Regions from separate parts of the Zea mays genome. Here all the other regions are linked to region 4. A link is a contact called in public Hi-C data. All regions are on one chromosome and are shown on one strand. Each heading gives the region's core, a stretch centred on a gene start, on an enhancer-like site or on the middle of the called end of the contact. The rest is flanking DNA. Distances are from core to core; before and after follow the strand shown.

Evidence for each region. A called contact is a pair of places that touch in the nucleus more often than the background predicts.
Region 1: a contact with region 4 is called in a Hi-C map of ear, with 3 times the contacts expected there. The contact joins the promoter of LOC100284857 here to the promoter of LOC100284931 in region 4. A contact is called at or near these places in 6 of 25 Hi-C or Micro-C datasets (bundle sheath, ear, endosperm and 2 more).
Region 2: a contact with region 4 is called in a Hi-C map of bundle sheath, with 3 times the contacts expected there. The contact joins the promoter of LOC103640601 here to the promoter of LOC100284931 in region 4. A contact is called at or near these places in 4 of 25 Hi-C or Micro-C datasets (bundle sheath, ear, endosperm and 1 more).
Region 3: a Hi-C map of endosperm shows a contact between it and region 4, with 4 times the contacts expected there. The contact joins the promoter of LOC103640598 here to the promoter of LOC100284931 in region 4. A contact is called at or near these places in 6 of 25 Hi-C or Micro-C datasets (bundle sheath, ear, endosperm and 2 more).

Annotation. Positions count from the first base shown.
Region 1 is chr1:177,400,378-177,405,202 of Zm-B73-REFERENCE-NAM-5.0, reverse strand. LOC100284857 reads left to right here and starts at 3,494. Exons shown (of 5, transcript NM_001413141.1): 1 at 3,494-3,746; 2 at 4,583-4,710. The coding sequence starts at 4,683.
Region 2 is chr1:177,509,449-177,514,297 of Zm-B73-REFERENCE-NAM-5.0, reverse strand. It overlaps LOC103640601 (auxin response factor 25), which reads left to right and starts at 2,370. Exons shown (of 14, transcript XM_008663839.2): 1 at 2,370-3,393; 2 at 3,769-3,881; 3 at 4,275-4,373; 4 at 4,445-4,501; 5 at 4,613-4,768. The coding sequence starts at 3,345.
Region 3 is chr1:177,293,603-177,298,367 of Zm-B73-REFERENCE-NAM-5.0, reverse strand. LOC103640598 (Chaperone DnaJ-domain superfamily protein) reads left to right here and starts at 3,477. Exons shown (of 9, transcript XM_008663819.3): 1 at 3,477-4,609. The coding sequence starts at 4,289. It overlaps LOC103640599 (release factor glutamine methyltransferase), which reads left to right. Exons shown (of 4, transcript XR_004855394.1): 4 at 1-284.
Region 4 is chr1:178,101,178-178,106,509 of Zm-B73-REFERENCE-NAM-5.0, reverse strand. LOC100284931 reads left to right here and starts at 2,060. Exons shown (of 3, transcript NM_001372149.1): 1 at 2,060-2,746; 2 at 2,991-3,297; 3 at 3,453-3,881. The coding sequence starts at 2,157. The coding sequence ends at 3,608. It overlaps LOC100273038 (hydrolase-like protein), which reads left to right. Exons shown (of 10, transcript NM_001147487.1): 7 at 191-226; 8 at 335-444; 9 at 643-709; 10 at 866-1,400. The coding sequence ends at 700.

The DNA.
Region 1 (4,825 bases), core at 2,245-4,744, 700 kb after region 4:
AAGACCCATACAGACCCAAAAAGGTATAAGATGAGGTACCAAAGGATTTGAAATTCACCGAATAAGCACATGTGCATTCCACGAGTTTTACTCATGGTATTTTCCACTAGATGTGGAATTACGGTATCCTCTAAAGCCCCGATGGCAGAAACCTATAAGGTTTAGGTGTTACTGGCAAAATATCCCCATTATGCCAGAATGACAGACTATAACGATATATCTGATTGATGAAAAATCCCTGATGGATTATGATCTTTGATGGACTTTTGTTACACCATCATAGATGTTGCAATGGATGAACGCCTGGAGCGACGTGTCATATTAGAATATGTACTATTGCAACTATATTATCCCCTAAGTCCTATTGAATGACATGTTATTTGCTTTGCACAACTATGTATAAATTGTGGTGTAAGATAGAAAATGATAGCACCTCAACCTCATCCATTCTCGTTATTCCAGATGAACAATGAGACATATATCTTGAAGAATATGCTTGAATAATGAGGGATAACGACTTTGACAGATGTCATCGTCAGGGGGAGCGAATGCTTATATTGATCACAACCGTGAGACAAGAAATGTCATATTCTATGCCCTGAAGGCGTGAGCTTGATGATCAATATGTGAACATTTATGGAACTTTCTATCAAATATATAGATCCAGTCGATCGAACACCATCAGTCAAAGTGGCTTATTTATATTGATACGTGCACTTACCTCGTATGTCCTAGAAGTGAGTAGAGGTAAAGTTCCTGAAATAGTCCTTGCAAGGATATGCAATCCGTTTGCTAAATCTTTATATGCATATACTTCCAGAAGAAGATGTTTTGCCTTATTGATATGGTTTTGCAAGGATCAGGGGAGCACATTTCTAAAGTTAGCCTTTATAGAAGATTCAATTGAATCTAGATATAGAAGATCGAAATATGTCCTGATGACAGTTGTTGTACTCTTTTTTCCTTGGTGAGTTTTCCTGAAGTTTCTCACATGAGGTTCTTAACGAGGCAACAAAGTGCAAATGCAATATGCGTCACCATGCACTCTTTCTCCGTATTTTCCCACTGGGTTTTTTTTGGGAGTTTTAATGAGGCATGTGTTGATCGCGGTATTCGCCCAAGGGGGAGTGTTGAGAAACCCTAATGAAGGGTTATGTGGGCAAATACCGAATATGCCCCAGAGGGCAATCACGTTTCTATATATAGAACATGTACCCCCTCATATGGAATAGAGATCAGAAAGAGGCCAGAGGCCCAACCCTATATACTGTGTCTCGTGTGCTATCTGTCGTGCTTATGGGAAGGGAGACGGGTCTTCTACAGCTTCTCGCGCCTAATCTGCTGACGGGAGGGAAGGGAGCGGATCTGGTGATCCGTGGTAACGTAGTTCTCAACATGCATAAGCATCTGCCGCTGCTTTCCTGAGCAACAGCAACAGCCGTCTCCTCTGATCCTCCTTTGCCTGCATGGCTGCTGCTGCTGCGTCTTCGGTCTTCGGTCTTCCCCTCCTTTTTCTCTATTGCTTTCCGCGCGTGGAAATTCGAATGCGTAGAGCCCAGGCGCCGCGGCTCCGTGTTGGCGGCGTTGCCCAGCGGTCCGCCTCCGCCTCCGCTTCTCTGTAGCACGTCGCGCCTGGAAATATTCATCGGCAATGCAACCACGGTGACGCCCTGCCTTTTGACCTGCGGCTGCTGCCTGGGACAAAGCGCAGTCGAGCGCAGGAGCCAGGAGGGAAGGAGCGAACTAGCGGAGGAACCGAGGGAGGAGGAGAAGTGAAGGGACCGAGAGCCGCCGGCGCCACTACAGGAACCGAGCAGTCGCTCAACCCTAACCCTAACCGAGAGTCGCCGCCAATAAAAATCGTGTCGGGCTGGCCCGAGCACGTTCCACGAAGGCGTGTCGGGCTAGTTGGGCCGTCGGGCCACCAGCCGAAGCACGGCCCAGCCCGTCTAACGTGTCGTGCTAGCCCGGTTTTTTTTAATTCGTGCTAGGCCGGGCTACGTGCCTTCCATTTCGTGTCGGGCTCGTGCTAGCCCAGTAAGCACAACCCAAACTTGCAGGACTACGTGTGGTACCATGTTTCTTGATATGCTTCACCCCTTCCCCGTTAGGCCCCGTTCGACATGCCAGCGTCCAAACCAGGCTAGGATCGAAAGCAGCCCAGGATCAAGTGATACATATGTTGTCACTAATTCCTAGTCACTAGACCAAGAACTAATTCGGGAGGTAGCTCATCAGGACTCGTTCTAGACCAAGAATTGAGCGAAGAGAATTCAAATCAGGTGGGTCTGTTTCTAGTCCAGATTAAAACGAACGGCTCTAACAGACTGGGCTGGATTTTAAGCCGGGTTAATTCATCCCGCCTGGAAAGAGGCCGGGAATAGGCCGTTCCGGCCGAAACGAACGACGCCTTAGAGTTTATTCAATCTAGAAGAAGATTAGAGATGATTAAATCTATTTCTATTTAATTTTGACTAGAAGTAAATTTAATCATCTCTAATCCTTCCTAATCTAGATCTAACCAAACAAGCCCTTAAAATTTATCATAACTTGACATCTTATCATGTTCTACCTAGAATTTATCTGGCCATCAGTTTACTAACCATCTACTCCCACATCAGGTAACTGTCGTCTACGCACCCTAGCGTTGATCTCAGATACACAACAAAAACATGAGATCGTTTCAGTTTCGAGTGAGGTTGCACTGTCTGCTGCAGGTTCCACTGTTTCCTCGGGTCTGTCCCAGCGCCGCTCGCCGCCGGGTCCCGACGGCGCCGCTCCAGGCTCCAGCCCGCCGCCGCCTCGGCCTCACCCGCCGTCCGCTCTGTCATCCTCGGCCACCCGCAAGCTCCAGTCCAGAGCCCAGTCATATGTAGTTCATGGTGCTGGCGCGTTCTGAGGATCACGTCTCAACACGAATCTTGGAACACACCAAACGGCCTAAAAGAATCTGATAGACCTGGACCCTGTTTGGTTCGTGGCTAACTTTGTCACACTCTAACTAAGATTAGTCATCCGAATTGAAAATCTAACCTTAGACAGAAAAGTTAGGTAAAGTGTGATAAGTTAGACAGAAAATCAAACATACTCCAAAGCAACAAAACCAGCCACAGGAAATTTGCAAAAAAAAAAAGTTCTTAGCCAAGAAACTGTGGACGTACGTACGTGGAACTTGCACGGTGGTACTAGAAGCATCTGTGGTGGAGTGCCGCAGAGGATCCAATCCAAGCGATTCTTCCTTCACAGTACGCCACCGCGACAACGGAATTTTACTGTCTATGAGGATGAGGTTATTAAATTAACTATAATAAAGTTATAGAAGAGAAGTCTACTCGCGATAGTTACTAACTAACAAGGATGTAAATATATATAGAAAAATTTTAAAACAAGTCTTACCACGTTGTAATTTCTAATAACTGGAGCAAATAAAGAGATGAGGGAGATTAATAAAAATAAAGTCTATAAAAATTGGCGCTAGAAATCTGTGGCTGCGATGCATCCAGGTCCACGCGACCACTCTGATACAGGTCACCAGCGGTGGGCCCCACCACCCAGACGGGTCCTGGTTCCTCCCCCTCCAAGCCGGCTCCCAAATTTGAGGCCCAAAGCCCCGTCGGCCCCCATCGCCACGCCGCCGGCCACGCCCCAGACGACCCCGCCCGCCGCCGCCGCCTCCCGCTCCCTCCGCGCGCAGCCCTCGTCCGGCCGCCCGGGTCCGAGCGCGCTCGCTCCTCCTCCCCACGTCGGTGAGTGTTGGTTGTGCCCCCGAATCCTCGGCGCCTCCCTCTGTGCTGCGTGTAGGTTCCCTGCGCTTTTGCCCGTCCAATCCGGAGAATTCCCTCTCCCCCGTGCACTTCTCCGTGGGTTCTGTCTCCCTCTGCCGCACCTGCCCGACACAATTCCGCCGCAATTCGAGTCGGCTCGTCCAGTCCGCCGCCGACGCGCGGCGGCGTCGCGGGTTGTCTCCCGGAAACTTTAGGGTTCCGTTCGACACCCACGGACTCCGTCCCTGGCGTCCTCCCGTCTAGGAATTCTCGTCGTATGTTGCTGCTGCGGCGGCGGCCTGTTTGGACGCACGAATTTCACGAGCGGAACAGACGGTTCGAATTCGCACAGTAACCGAGGGCGGTTCACTCAGCTGCGAACCCGGGCGTGAATATTGTACGTAGCTGTAGATTGTTAAGCCTGCCGAGCTACTTGGGTGCCAGGAAGTTTGTAGAGTGTGTATTTTGTGCATAGCCGTGCATTGTCACGCCAGCCGAGCTACTTGCTACTCGGGTGGTAGGAAGGTGTAGAGTGTACGCCTTGCTGTTTGCAGAATTAGCCGCTGGCGCAGGTTCCTCTGCCAGCCTTTTTCTTGCGCACAGGCAATTCACTTGGAGTATTTATATTTCTCACCTACACCCATTTGAATTATTCCCCATCAATTTCTTGCCGTAAGAGGTTTAGCCTCCGGTTTATATTGTTGAAAAAAGCAACTTCTGTGGTCTCTAAGATTCCTCACACTTAGGTTCACAAAATTTCTTGGCGCGCTTAGTCCATAGGTTGCAGGTTGCTAACAGAGCTCTGTGCTTGTGTTCAGGACAGTTTAAGTGTGGCTTCATTGCATGAGTAGTTGCAGTTAGCGTGGCTTTTCTCCGTGCTTGCTCCTGGTCGTGCTTTGCCTTGCAAAGGAAGGAATCATGACATCTGTTGTTCACAGTGTTTCAGGTATGCTTGATTCATCCAAAGTCGTGCCATATTTTTTCGCCCTAGCACTAGAGTAGTGCATAGTGTGCTGTATTCGGAACACATGCCACAACTTTCTGTGGTGTGAATTACTGTA
Region 2 (4,849 bases), core at 1,121-3,620, 590 kb after region 4:
TCTATGAGGCACTAAGTCTTACATAGACAAGTGTTATTGACCCCTCTTGATTGTATAACTATCTAGCCTACTAATTCGGTCAATTCCTTATCTAAACACTTGACCAGTAAAAATAAAACCTATGTTATACATTTGCCTTCACCTGGTCCATAACCGATGCTTTAAGTCTCCAAGACCTTCGATAAACCCTTTTTCCCGTGGTCTAACTTGAATTTTTATTCTCCAAGAATTGTTAGTCCACATAAGTTTGTCATTAATTACCAACACATCATTAAAGGGTCTAGATGATTCACAACAGGAAGACATGGAGACTCGTCGTGGTTCGTGGAAGGCAACCAGAGCATCAATGCGTGAAGGGAACCATCGAAGCATGGGGAATTTGTCCCTGGAGTCTTTCCTGCGCCGCGGATCTGTCACTCACCGTGGGCTGGGGTTGTCACTACATAACTATGGGGTAAGAAGTCTCATGTTAGAGTCTCTGTGTCTTCGGCATCGTGAAGAGCTATCAGGCTGGTAATTTGCGATCAAGGTCGCTAGTTTGTGCTTTATCCGGTGAGCTCGCCGGTGGGGTCAGGGCGCCGCCGCTTGGATCGATTGGGAGGTAGGAGGATGACGGGCGCAGACCATAAGATCTCGAATGGGCGATCATGATTTGAGACAAGGGTAGCCGAACATGATCCATTGATTCGTGGGAGAACAACTCAGATTAGATCGTGGAGATATCCCTTTGACGTTTTAATCAAAACCACCAATATGGAAATCGAAGCCAGCAGATATATCTAAGCGTGTAAGGTTGTGGGTCGTCGATCCAAGACCCCACAAGTGAGATTGCGTACCGGTTCGTTTAACACGCGATCTAATCGGAACCGCAGACCGTTGATCCAACGACTCATGATACTTGATACCCTTTCGGTCGATACAACTTTGCTAAAGAGTTCATGCGGAGTTGCCTAATCAACCCGCCATCCATAAACAGTTAGAAGAATTTAATTTAGGTCCCCAAAAACTTGCAGTTTGACCCCTTAGCTCCTATGGAATAGTATCCACCGTCCATACAGAATAAAAAGGATTATATAAAATAAATAAAGTTTATTATTATTAGTGCAAGAATTAATATCAAAACAATCTAAAAACTTAGAAAATCCATAACTAATTCATTTTAGCTTCGTTTTTAGTGGTTCTCGTCTACGATCTCAAAGCGACACATAGAATATTTTGTTATTGTGTTTCGGTGTAATGTTATCATATCCATTATTTGTTCATTTGTTTGTATTTGTACGAATATAAGTGAGGTCGCGAGGAACCTAAAGCTCAACTTGGAGAAGTACCTGAAGTTTGCACCAAAAAGACAAGTTGTGCCATTGAACACTTTCTTTACCTAATAATGTTTATGTTACCGTGATCCAACCACATCCTCTCCAATCCACCCTGCAGCACCCGCTCGCTTCCCTCGCCGGCTCAAACGCAGCAACCACCGCGCCGCTCAGCATTAGCAGCACTGCGCCCGCCCACGCCCCCACTCGCAGGAACAAGCCCCACTGGACACACGTGTCGTTCGCCCAAGTCTCTATGGACCCATATAAATACATCGACTATGATGACTGAGAGGAGGGGAGGTTCGCCGGGTGACATCTGGATTATCGCTAATGATATTTTATGATTGTAATGAGATATATGAGAAGAATTTATTGGTACGTGTGCGGAAGATGAAAAATTAGAAAATAAACAAAACAACATAGAAATTTAGAGGACCGCTCCGGATAGGCTCAGCCAAATGTACGTAGCGGCGGCCACGGCGGGCGGCTCTAGATGCCCAGACGACCCGTCCCGTCCGTCGGTCGGTCGGTCGGCCCCTCCTCCAGTCCGCCGCTGCGCTGCATGGCGCGCACTGGCACTACGCACTAGTACACAGGCAGGCGTCACGTCCCGTCGTGTCGGCACGGCACGGCACCGCCTCGTGGCTGGGGGCGCTGGCCGCTGGGCAGTGGGCCGGTAATAAAAAGTAAAAACCGTCAACGGCCGTCCCGCCGAGCAAGAGCATGGCTGCTGCACCGCACTTGCACTTGCAGTCTGTGCATGGGATGATGGGTGGGCAGGCAGGAATCCTCGTACCGCGAGCGAGACACACGGAGACGAAGGTGTGGGATGGCTGCTTCAGCTGCTGTTTCAAAGATGATCACAGCGTGTGCGTAAGGTGTACCAAAGCGTCCACTTGCGACGCTTTCTCCAAAACAACCCACATGGATCCTGGTTTACTTCTTGGAGGAAGAGGATCCAGCCAGTCAAAGCTCAAAACCTTCCAAAGCCACACACTACAGATTCATCTTCAGGTAAAATATATAAAGAGGGGATAAAGGGGGAAGAGATAGATATAGATCTAACCTTTTTTCCAGATATTTTTTTTACTGTCCCTCCCTCTCTCTCACTCTCTTTGCTATTCTCGGCTCCCCCGTAAACCAAAAGGGGGAAAATAGAGAGAGAAGGGGAACGAAAGCAAGCAAGGAGCACCGCACCACGCCACTCCAGTACTCCACTCCACTCTCGTCCCCTCCTCGATCCAGCCATGGCGGCCTAGCCCCCCCCCCTCCCCTAGGGTTCTCTGCCAGCCCCCACCCACCCAGGCGCCTCTTGCCGCTCCCACCCGGTGGTCGCGCTGCCCGCGTCGAATGGGAGGCCACCCGGCGCTCGGAGTCGGGCGTGACCGCGCGCTGCCGGAGGTTCCCTGAGCTCGGCGGCGGCGGGAGCGTGGCTGGTCCGGAGCGCGCCGCGCGTGCAATGGGAGGTTCGAGTGGGGTTCCTGCGAGCCGCCGCGGCGGTCTCGGTTCTGCGAGCGCGTGGCCCATGCTTCGCGAAGGGTAGGGTTGTCTGTCTGTCTAGCTAGCTGCTAGCTGCTTGGTCTGATGAGCTCAGCTCCGGCGCCCCGCCTCGGCTTCCCCGCGCGCTTGCTCCGTCGGCTGCCCAGAACCCAGCTTGCCCGCTCCGGCGCTTCTCTTCGCTTCTTCGGGGAAAGGTTGGAGCTTTGAGGTGGTGCGGGTGCTCAGCCGAGGACTCCGGGCGATGACGCCCGCAGTGGCGCGCGTTTGCCGCGACAGTCCTGGGTTCGGGTAGCGAGTTCCTCGAGCGGATTTGGCTGCTGCTGCGTCCTGCGTGGGAAGGGGAGGCGGCGGCGGCGGCAGCAGCAGAGGAAGGGGAACGGTTGCTCTGAAGCGGAGGGGGAGCGGGCTGACATTGCTTCTGGGAGCATGGCGAGCTTCTAAGGACGCGCAGCTCCCGCAGCCCAGCCATTCTCATCGCCGCACCTTGGTGTTCTTGCCCCCAGGTCGTACTGGTTGGTGGGAGGGAACATGAACCTCTCCCCGCCCAAGATGTCGGAGCCATCACCTGAAAGTGACGGTACATCTCGCATCACGGTTTCAGCATTGATTCGGTCCAGAACTTCTCAGCTTGGGTTACTCTCGGCATGGTTTTGCGGATTATGGGCTGCTGTCATTGTGCAATGTGCATTGATGTTCCCAAACAAATAAGCAAAAATGGCTTGCTCAGTTGCTCTTTGTGTATGCATGATGACATTCGTTCATATTCTTCACTTACTTGCACAACCAAAAGAAAAGTTCGGGCATTGCTCAGCTTCACTCATGGTTCACATGTTCTACATGTTATATTCACTGAACCCCCTCTTGTCTGTAGCCAAGCACGGATAGTAGTCTCACATGAACTCTGCTTTCTGGTGGCTTCCTGTTCCACTCATGTGTGCTTGGCATTTTGCAGGGGAACAAAGGTGTCTGAACTCAGAGCTATGGCATGCATGCGCAGGGCCCCTTGTGTCCCTGCCTGTGGTTGGGAGCCGGGTCGTCTACTTTCCTCAGGGCCATAGTGAGCAGGTCGGTCACTCAGCAGTATCTTTGAATAAACTAGATACGTCCGAGTTTGTTGACTGGAGAGTTGAGACTATCAGGTTTTTGCAGATGAGGAACAAAAAAAAGAATCACTTGAGCTGCTACCCTTCTGATTCTTTACATTGCATACGTTAAATGGATCGACTAAACATAACACTTACGGAAAATTCAACTGAAAAATCACTTTGCCCAACTATACACATAAAGGTTTCCTGTGTTCAGAAAATCAATCTTGTTCAGAGATTGTTATCACTTTAAGTCACTTTTTTTAAACTCCGTCTAGTTTTGTACAGGTTAATGAAATTATTTGTAGAGATTCACTTGATCTCGTGCCTTTGTGCTTAAGAGGTTCTTTTGTTTGTTTCTATTTTCATGCAGGTTGCTGCATCAACTAATAAAGAAGTTGATGCTCAAATCCCAAACTATCCAAACCTACCTCCACAGTTAATATGCCAGCTTCATAATGTCACAATGCATGTGAGTTCAAACTTAATGGACCATTGCCTAGTCTTTAAGAAGCATTATGAAATAATTTCTTTGTTATTCAGGCTGATGCAGAGACTGAAGAGGTGTATGCCCAAATGACACTGCAACCATTGAGCCCGGTATTTTACCAATCACCACTTAGCTCTATGCTTGTAACCTGGATTCTCATGAAAGGTTCTTCCAAATGGTATTACAATGCCTGTACATTCATCAAGTGATTCCATGTACAGGAAGAGCAAAAGGATCCTTTTCTTCCAATTGAATTGGGTGCTGGTAGCAAGCAGCCAACCAATTACTTCTGCAAGACGTTGACTGCAAGTGATACGAGTACCCATGGTGGATTCTCTGTTCCGCGCCGAGCAGCTGAGAAAGTCTTCCCTCCATTGGTTTGTTTTTTAAGATCTTTTCAACTGAAGATTAAGTTTTTTAAGCTTGACAGATTTATAATAAATGATTATGTGTTTTTT
Region 3 (4,765 bases), core at 2,228-4,727, 810 kb after region 4:
AGGCATGCGAGGTAGTAATATGTTTGTTTGGCAGAGCCAAGCTGCGCATCCAACTGCTCAAGAAAGCTCGACGGCAGTAGACGAGAGAGAGTGCTGTGGCAGTTGGGCTTTCAGGAGACTGTAGCTCGTATGTATCTGGCCACTAGTTTTCTGGCCGAGTTGGGTGGTGATTGTGATTTAATTAAAGTGGAAGCTTTTGTGCCTGCCTTCCAAAATTATTCCGCCGTCCACACGCCACCTTGCGTGTTTCATTATTGATGGCGTGGTCCAGTTTTCTGTTTTTATTTCTTTCTGTCTTTCTTTCTTGCTTACTTATGCTGAAGCCATCTCCAGAGCTATTACTGTTTATTTGGGGTGGAAAAATCTGGGAATCATGAGACGTGATGTGTAAGGATTGCAGCACAGGGTCTCGCTGGAAAGGAGTGTCGGGGCCACGAGAAGCCGTCTCGTCTTGTGCATCTGCGTCTTTGCCGAGTGTGTGTGGTTTGTTCTCTTCTCTTCTCTGCTTTTTTTTTTGGTGACAATAAAGGTATACTTTTTTTTTGAACGTAACAATAAAGGTATACTTCAGCCAACTCCTTGACTACCTCTAGAAATTGCAGGAAACTGGTGGCGACACTGAGACTGAGAGGCTGGCTTGTGAAGTGGTTCTCTCCTGGATCTGGCCCCACCCATCCATTCCCAGCCCGGTCGTTTGGTTTGGTTTGTTTGTCCACCAATTTGCGGCGGTGGTTGCTCCTGTCCTGTGCTTCGCAAAAACATGGTGAGTTGATCCGCCAGCGCCCAACTGGGTTTGTTCCTGGATTAGGAGGCTGATGTTCCTGGATTATCATTTTCTCGGTGAAAAGAATGGGAAAAAGTCGAGCATTGTATACGATGTGCACAAGGGTCAGAAAACATGCAGGGAATGTGACTGACCGATGGTGACGTTTGCAGTTGCAGCCTTGCAGGGTGCTGGTTGTGTGAGTAACTGCAACTGCAAGCACCAGGCCAGGTCAAGGGTAAAAAAGATCATGCTGTGAGCAGTTGTAGAAGGATAAGAAGATAAAATATCACTTTAGAATCACAAATAAGCTGAAATAAGCTATCTAATGCTAGTTTATTTTAACTTAACTGTGATCCCAAAGTGATTTTTTATCTTTCTACTATACCACCTAATCCAACTTATATATAATTTAGGAGGGAAACAAATAGAGCATGAGTCTCTCTTTTGTAGCAGATTATGGATGGGATTATAGAATGACAGTTCAAAACAGAGAGCGCTAAGTCAAGATACAAGTCTTTACATCTATACATGCGGTCAATACCATTTTTTTTTGCCCTTATATGTCCCTGCTGTCTCCTGCGCCGAGGGCAAAATTTCGTCGCCCATGAAACAATAAATTTGGTCAATTGTATAGCAGTAGCTATGGAGACCGGACGCAAAGGAAAAAAAAAAAGAACAAAGGAGGGAGAAAGAAAAAGATAAAGAAGGTAAAAACAAAACAAAAACAAATGACATGTTGCTTTTTTTTTGTTCAACGACGCCGAAACAAATCTTGGTTTAGGGTTGGGGTCATGCAGACGCTTCTTCTTTCTTGGCCAGGTAGGAGTAGGAGGATCTCACTCACATGTCGTGCCATCACGGGTCAACTTGGACGCATTGCTATTCTACTATGATATTTTATCTTTTGCCCTTCAAGGAAAAAAATATTATTTCTTTTATGTATACCGCGCAGGCCTATGATTTTGCTAGCAGAGCACCTGCTCCAATAATCATACTTTGCATGTGGATGGCATGTGATGCTGAGGGGCTTTAATCTGGCTACGATTTTACAGTATTTTATCTTTATAGATTATTGTAGCGTGAGTACTCTTGGAATGTTCTCTTGCAGGCTTCGAGCAGAAAAGATCAGTGTCAGGTCATTTGCGGATGTGACGACAAGCCTGTAGACCTTTTTGGACGGTCCATCAGTTCCGGTGGTTCATCTCCTCCATCCATACGCCACTGCCATGTTTGATCCAACAATTCTCAACCGTTTCGTGCCAAACTGCAGCGACCGAAGCCAGTAGAGGAGGAACCACCTGTTTCTATCTGCGTTTCCTTTTTTTTGTGTGTGTGTGTGATTGATGCCATTTTTGTTCTCTTGTGTTTGGTGTCGTCCATGTGTGGACACCTGTGTTTTCTGTTTTTATAGAAAAAATTAAAAGAGAAAAAGATGTTTGGAGGGAGAGAAACTAGCTGCGTAAATGCAATGGACCCACACGCAAAAGAAGAGGGATTAACCAAGATGGAGACAGAAAGAAAGGGGAAAAAACAATGTGACAATGTGATACTACGAAAATGACTCCGACTTCTCTTAGGTCATCCATAGAAGCTCGTCCGACATCCGTTGTGTGTGGTTTTAGACCCATCCTTAATGCGGCATTCAAATTAAAGTGATGCCAAATAGTTACTTAGTTCTTCAAAAAAAGGCTAAGATTCATTTAGATCTAGTTGCTAGGTGCATTAAACTTAGTGCATCTAAACATGAGCCTTTTAACTAGTTATCACTTACCAGTTAAAAGAGTTAAAAGATTAAGGTCCAGTTATTGCTACATGAGTTAAAATCGTTCTTAGTGCATCTAAACAGGAATGCTAATAGGTGACCTAATTGTTTAGCCGAGCCTTTGAGTTGACAAGCTTAGCATGACTAGTGACTAGCCTACCTCATCCAAACATACTGACTTAGGAGCTCTACATTTCTCTATAGCACCAACATTTCTTAACCGCTTTCTTCACAGCTTCCCGTGCATGTTTCCCAATCTAGACATACTAACCTTAGAGCCTGTTTGGACCTGAAGTATTTTTTATAGTTTCTAAAGAATATCATTTAGTAATATCATAGTATTTTATGTTATAAGGTGTCTGAAAACTTTGTTTTCAAAATCATGGTATTCTAGATACTATGGTATTTTTAGAGTATTCGAAACTCCACTACAATTTAAAGTTTTTATGACATTGCTAGAATTTTGCTTAATACCATGGTTTACAATGGTGTATCAAAACAATCTTTCTTAAAACCATGGTATTTTTGGAGCTCACAAAAACTACGATATTATTATGACAATTGTAAAATATAGTAATGAAAAGTCATGGTTTTAAGAAACATTGTACCCAACACAGCCCCTTGCACATTTCAGCTTCTGCCATCTGGGATGGATCATGGATGAGTATATATTAATTCACAAGTGGCTAACCACTCCACTCTTCCGTGATTAATAACTCAAGTTAAAAGGCCAAGCACATAAATGAACTCAGTTGTCTTTCTACCATGTTTTCTCATTATATATTGGCATACCAGTTTTTTTGAAGCAGTATTAATTTCCATTCTCATCATCATTAATTAAAACAAAATAGCGATTTTTTCCCGAACTGTTGGTGCCACTGTTACTCATTCAATTGAACCAAACACTTTCTTTTCCCTCTCTATAACCACCCATCCCATATCCATCAGCACTGAGTTGAGCACCCCTGCTGGCTGCTTGCCCTGCTCCTCTCTTCTGCCCATGTCTTCTCCCTCCCCCATTCCACTGACGACAGTAGCAACCAACGGTGTCTCCTCTGTCCTCTCTCCTAAGTTACTTGCAGCCCTATCCTGTCTATCCTCATCTTCCTCCTCTCCCTGCCATCTTTTGCAAGATCTCTCCTTCGTCTTCTCTTTCCCCTTTTAAATCCACCGGAATCCCTCTTTTGTCACGAGCCAAGCCGCCGAGCGCAGCATAAAGCGAGCGAAGCACCAGCAAAAGAGAGCGACGCCGCCTGCGCCAAAGCTTCGGATTCCCGTCTATTTTACCCCCCACCCTCGCCGACTCACCGGCGCGAGATCCATCCGCAGGTGTCGGCGGCCTGCAGCCCCCCTTGAAAGATGGCGCCTTTCTGAGGCTCCCCGGGGGTTTCTCGTCGTTTCTTGCTTGGCCCCTAAAGCGGGAGAGCGGCTTCCAGGGAGCTCCTCCCGTTCCCGGCCAATTCAGCTGAAGTGGCGGCAAGTGGGTTTAGGGCTCGATCCGGTTTTGTGCCCGGGCGTGTCTGACTCTGACCCGGGCTAGGGAGCGGTGGTTCTTGGCTAGTTCTTGAGCTGGTTGCGGCGCTTATCCCTCTTCTTGGAGCTCTTGGATTGGTTTGGGGGAAAGCAGGTTCTTGCAAGCAGCTGCTTCGGTTCTCGAGGATGTTAATTTTTTGAATTCAGTCGGGGGGAATGGGGCTCTCGCGGTCTCTGGATTGAGCATTTCTTTATTGGAATTCGACATTTCGTGCGGCCTCCAGTCCATGGAGGATTTGGGGCTGTGGAAGCAGGCGTGGATGTGGGTGTTGTCCCAGAAGCACATCCTAGCGTGGGCGCACACGGCTGCGTGCGGCAGCAGGGAGCGCCTCGCCTTCCTGGTCGATCGGCACTGGCCCGCCGTGTCCCGGGCCTGCGCCACCTCCTCGCGACTCGCGCTCGCCGCGCTGCGGCAATGGCGCGGGTGCACGGCGCGCGGGGTGCTGGCGGTGGCGAGCCTCGGCCCTGCCGCCGTCTTCGTCATCCTCTGGAGCTTCTTCGTGTGCATGACCTCGCCGGCGTGCGCCCTCTACGCGCTTCTTAGCCTGGTTCGTGCTCGGTAAATCCTACTTGTCGTGTCTTGTTGCTTCTGCACTTTAGCTCAGATTTACTGGATAAGGATTTGGCATGATAGATTCTAAATCTTGACATGTGTTGCTTTTGCTGTCCAACTTTGCGTTGCATGGGAGGTTACATTTGTTTAG
Region 4 (5,332 bases), core at 811-3,310:
AGATAGTTTTTGGCTTTGGTTATGGAAGTAATTCTGCACTTTGCAAAGTACTAGTTACATAGCAGTTGAGCTATCTTGTAATTCGGGGCAATACAATTGCTATTATTTAAGAACATGTGATCATTAGTTAGCAGTGTTATATTTCATTCTCGTCTTCACTAATTTGTTGCATCTCTTGACATGTGAACAGACGGGTTCTCACAATGTGCACTTGTGTTGGGACCAGGTTGGTTCTCATTTCATTCCACTTTTTCATAATTTATATGCAAACTGTTTCCCTATTTCTTGTATATCCTGCATGCATGATTTATGCTCATATTAAGATCTTATGCAGACACTAGATGCTGTTAGGAGGATTTGCCCCAAAAGAGCACTGCTTATTGGGATGACCCACGAGATGGATCATCACAAGGACAACCAAACATTGGAAGAATGGTCCAGGAGGTAAGGCCTTCCTCCTAGATACCTTAGATGTGTGCAGACACAGGTTCATGTACCGAATAAGTTGACATGAAGAACACAGGAAGATGGAAACACGATCTTATCATAGAAAGACACACATGACACATGTTCATTTACTGCTATTCGTTAAAAGCAGACGCTTTACTGTGCGTGCTCATGTCCTGTAATTTGGAAACGCAGGGAGGGGATTGACGTGCAGTTAGCTCGTGATGGCTTGCGTGTCTACATTGATCTGTAGCCGTGAAAGGTACACGTCACTGCCTTTGTTTTGACTATATAGCGATAGGTCACATTGCTTTGTTCATTATCATGGTCCGTTGGTCTAACAGTTCACTATCCAGCGTACCATGCATATGATGTTTGTCGGTTCACTGACAGTCTTCTACTCTTCGCTGTATATCAGGAAAATATGCCATACTCAGCGAACCGCGCCAGGCTTTCTGGCTGATGTAACATCCATTCCCACTTGTGAAGAAAGTGCAAACTGACTAAAAAGGCGAGCCTATTTGGTGCATCATTTTACGTTTCGCTAGTTTATACGTGAATCTCTGAATAAAAAAGAGAAAAAGAAAAGAAAAGAGAGAGAGTAGCCACTTGCTAGTAGCTGGTTCAGTGCCCCGGCAAATTAATGGCCATCTCCCTGGTAAAGGTAGTCGAATGTTCTTGTAATCTTGTCAATTGGAAGCTACACTGCACTGGATGCATGCCCACCAGTCGAACTGAGCATGCGATTTTTTTTCCCTCGGTCGCGCCCGGGTCATGTATTGTAGTATACCGTAAGAGGAAAGTCGATTGAGCATGTTCGTGGCGCCAGACCGAGCCACACGATCTCCAAGACTCTTGCTTGTGAAGAGCACGCAGATGACTCCTACTCTAGGTTCACCAATGTTTGTCGCTCAAACTTTTTAAGTTTGACTAGATTTATAAAATATATTAGTAATATTTATATCTTCAAATAACTTTACTATAAAAATAAATTCAAAAATCTATCTAACGATATTAATTATGTACTATAAATATTAATATTTTTATATAAATGTGGTCAAAGTTAATAATGTTTGACTAAAAGTGAAACGATTCATGGTCTAGGCCTGATTCCTGAGTATCAGCAGAGGTTTCTTTAAGAAAAACTACTACTCTTTTTTCGTAAGGGGGTGTTTGGTTGCTCCTGCTAAAGTTTAGCCCGGGTCACATCAAACGTTTGACTTTTAAATATGAGTATGAAATATAGACCCAACCAACTGGACTAGATTCGTCTCGTCTTTTAATCTTTGGCTGACAAATTAGTTTTATAATCCGACTACATTTAATATCCGGAACGGAGGTTCAAACATTCGATGGGACAGAGACTAAATTTTAGCGGGGTGTAACCAAACACCCCTAAAAGAAGTTCTGACTTCCAATCTCTACCTTGGGCTTCCAAAAAAAATTTGCCGTTCATCCAAGCAGGCCGGTCCCTGGCCCACATGCCGCGCGCACGCGCGCGCACACACGCCGACACGCGGCACGGCCAGTAGGGCAGGCGCGGGCCGTGTGTGTGAGAAGGAGAGGACGGCACCGCGCAGCGCCGCAGCCCATCCATCCAATACGCCCACCAGCCACCACACATCCTCTCTCCCTTCCAGTCCCAGGAGCGTGGCCTCACTCTCCTCGTCGCATCCCCCCTCCTCATCTTCGCAGCGCGGGCGGCGGCAATGGCGATGGCCTCCACCTACGCGCCGGGCGGAGGCGCGCGGGCGCTCGCGCAGGGTAGATGCAGGGTCCGCGGTCCCGCGGGGCTGGGCTTCCTCGGCCCCTCCAAGGCCGCCGGCCTCCCCCGCCCCCTCGCCCTCGCCAGGCGGATGAGCAGCCCCGTCGCGGTGGGCGCCAGGCTGCGATGCGCGGCGTCGTCGTCCCCCGCGGCGGCGCGGCCCGCCACGGCGCCGCGCTTCATCCAGCACAAGAAGGAGGCCTTCTGGTTCTACCGCTTCCTCTCCATCGTGTACGACCACGTCATCAATCCGGGCCACTGGACCGAGGACATGCGCGACGACGCGCTGGAACCTGCCGACCTCTTCAGCCGCCACCTCACGGTCGTCGACGTCGGCGGCGGCACGGGGTTCACCACGCTCGGCATCGTCAAGCACGTCAACCCGGAGAACGTCACGCTGCTCGACCAGTCCCCGCACCAGCTCGACAAGGCCCGGCAGAAGGAGGCCCTCAAGGGGGTCACCATCATGGAGGGCGACGCCGAGGACCTCCCGTTCCCCACCGACTCCTTCGACCGATACATCTCCGCCGGCAGGTCTCTTCTCGTCCTCCCCTGCCGCTCGATTCGCTACTGTCCGTGTATACCATCCTGTGCGTATTGTGAATATGTTCCAAATAAGCGGTGCTGCGATGATTGCACATTCCATTAGGGCCTGTTTGGAAGAAGGGGATTAAAGGGAATTAATCATCCCCTTGCTCCCAAACAAGCCATTAGTATGACAGCTGAGCTACCCAAGTACGGATTGCTGATTTTCCTGCCCTGTCATGGTGCTTTGCAGCATCGAGTACTGGCCAGACCCACAGCGGGGGATCAAGGAAGCCTACAGGGTCCTGAGATTTGGTGGGCTAGCTTGTGTGATCGGCCCGGTCTACCCGACCTTCTGGCTGTCCCGCTTCTTCGCCGACATGTGGATGCTCTTCCCCAAGGAGGAAGAGTACATCGAGTGGTTCAAGAAGGCTGGGTTTAGGGATGTCAAGCTGAAGAGGATTGGACCGAAGTGGTACCGCGGTGTCCGAAGGCATGGCCTCATCATGGGCTGCTCCGTCACAGGCGTCAAGAGAGAGCGCGGTGACTCTCCCTTGGAGGTACCTTTTCCTTTTCATTTTGCTAATAACAATGGAAAGAGGTGGCGCTTCTGGTTCTGGCACATCTCGTTAAGACTCTAGATTGTTCATTTTCCTGCAAGTAGGTAGGCATTCAATGGCTTTGGTATGAGTTCTCCGTTTTATTTCCTATGCAGCTTGGTCCCAAGGCGGAGGATGTCAGCAAGCCAGTGAATCCGATCACCTTCCTCTTCCGCTTCCTCGTAGGAACGATATGTGCTGCCTACTATGTTCTGGTGCCTATTTACATGTGGATAAAGGACCAGATCGTGCCAAAAGGCATGCCAATCTGAGTGAAGGGAATGAGCTGCATGGAAGAGAGGATAGCCAACGTCTGAATTTTACTCTTCTCTATATTAGACGCTTCCTGCCTGTTTTGTATTAATACCTCTTGTTTTCCTTCTGCTATTTACTTCTTGCACTGCTGTTCCTGTTTGTGGTAATTAATAATACTAAGACATCGATGTTCTCCTGTTTCTTGAGCATGACTGGTTGCAGTGGAACCTCGAAATTAAATTATATGATGTGTAATTTAGTTGGTTAAATTATATAAATTTGTATAGTTTATTTGGTTCCTGGTTCAACAAAATTCCTTCTTTCTTGTCACCAGTACGATTTCTAAGACCTGTTTTGTTACTCTATGCTCAATCTTTGTTACCCTTGTTGGATTTCATCTCTAGCTTAATCCAACTTGCTTATAATTAGAATGCTTATAATTAGAAGGCTTCGGACTTTGGTGTTGTTAGTATTGTTACGCTAAGTGGTAGAGTGGTAATATCTGACAGCCTTGCATAAAGATCATGTCTTATTGGGATGCTACCTGGTTTGGAGTCCTTTTTTTTTAATTTGGAAGTTTTGCTCCAGAAGTGCTGACGTGGTGGTGAGAGCTGTCTCATCACAGGTTTAAAGCAGCCTCTATATTTGCGGGGAAGGTTTATCTTGGTTTATCCCTTTTGCAGACGTCAAAGCAATCTCTATATATTTGCAGCAGAAGGCTTATCTTGGTTTATCCCTTTCGCAGACCCCGTGTAGGAGTCTCCGACAATAGATGTGCCCTCTAAGAGCTAATTTGGTGAGAGCTAATTTGGTGAAAATTGAATAGCAAGAGGATTCCTCTCCTATGGATCCTCTCGTAATCCTTATCCACCAAACCAGACTTTAAAGTTTTGTTGCATGGCCTATGTGACCATAGTCATTTTATTAAGGTGCTGCATTTTGAACGAATTTGGTTGTGTAATATTTCTACGAACTACCAGTGTATTTGTATATATTTTCTGAACATGGCCAGATACATTCATGATAAACAGCCAGATAGTTAGGTGTTAAGTCCTGCTTGCATATCTGTTTGTTGAAGTTGAACCGCAGTTCAAAATGTTCGCTTCCATTTATTTATGTGTACTTGTTTCTTACTTTTTCCTCACTCTTGGTAGTATCGGGTACTGCATAGCAAATGAACTGTAAGTTATCCACATTGACAAATATGATGATACATACTGTTGTAGTATTGTAGCGTGGATTCGATTAGTACACCTACACATTGTTTTCAGATGGTATGGATCCCACTGGACGATTAGTTGCGATTAGACGACGATCAGGGCAATTAATCACCTCTGATCGAGCCTAATCGCCCCCTTGTCGTCCTGTGTATTTGCAGGATATATATATATATATATATATATATATATATATATATATATATATATATATATATATATATATTACACTATCTCTACTACTTATTAAGGCTCTAAGGGTAGCCTGCCGTTCTGCCTTCGTTCAATCTGGAGCGTCCATCGCTGTTGTTCAATCTGGATCGTCCATCCGCATCACTGTTGTTCAATCTGGATCGTCCATCCGCGCGCGCAAAAAATTGACACATGTACACAATACCACTAACTGATTACAAGAGCTGATTGCTTTCTCCATAGCAGGCACGTTTATAAGTTGCTACCGCTCTCTTTTGCTGACCGATATGGTACCATTTATTTGCGCCGCGGTAGAGAAGATGGAATTTATT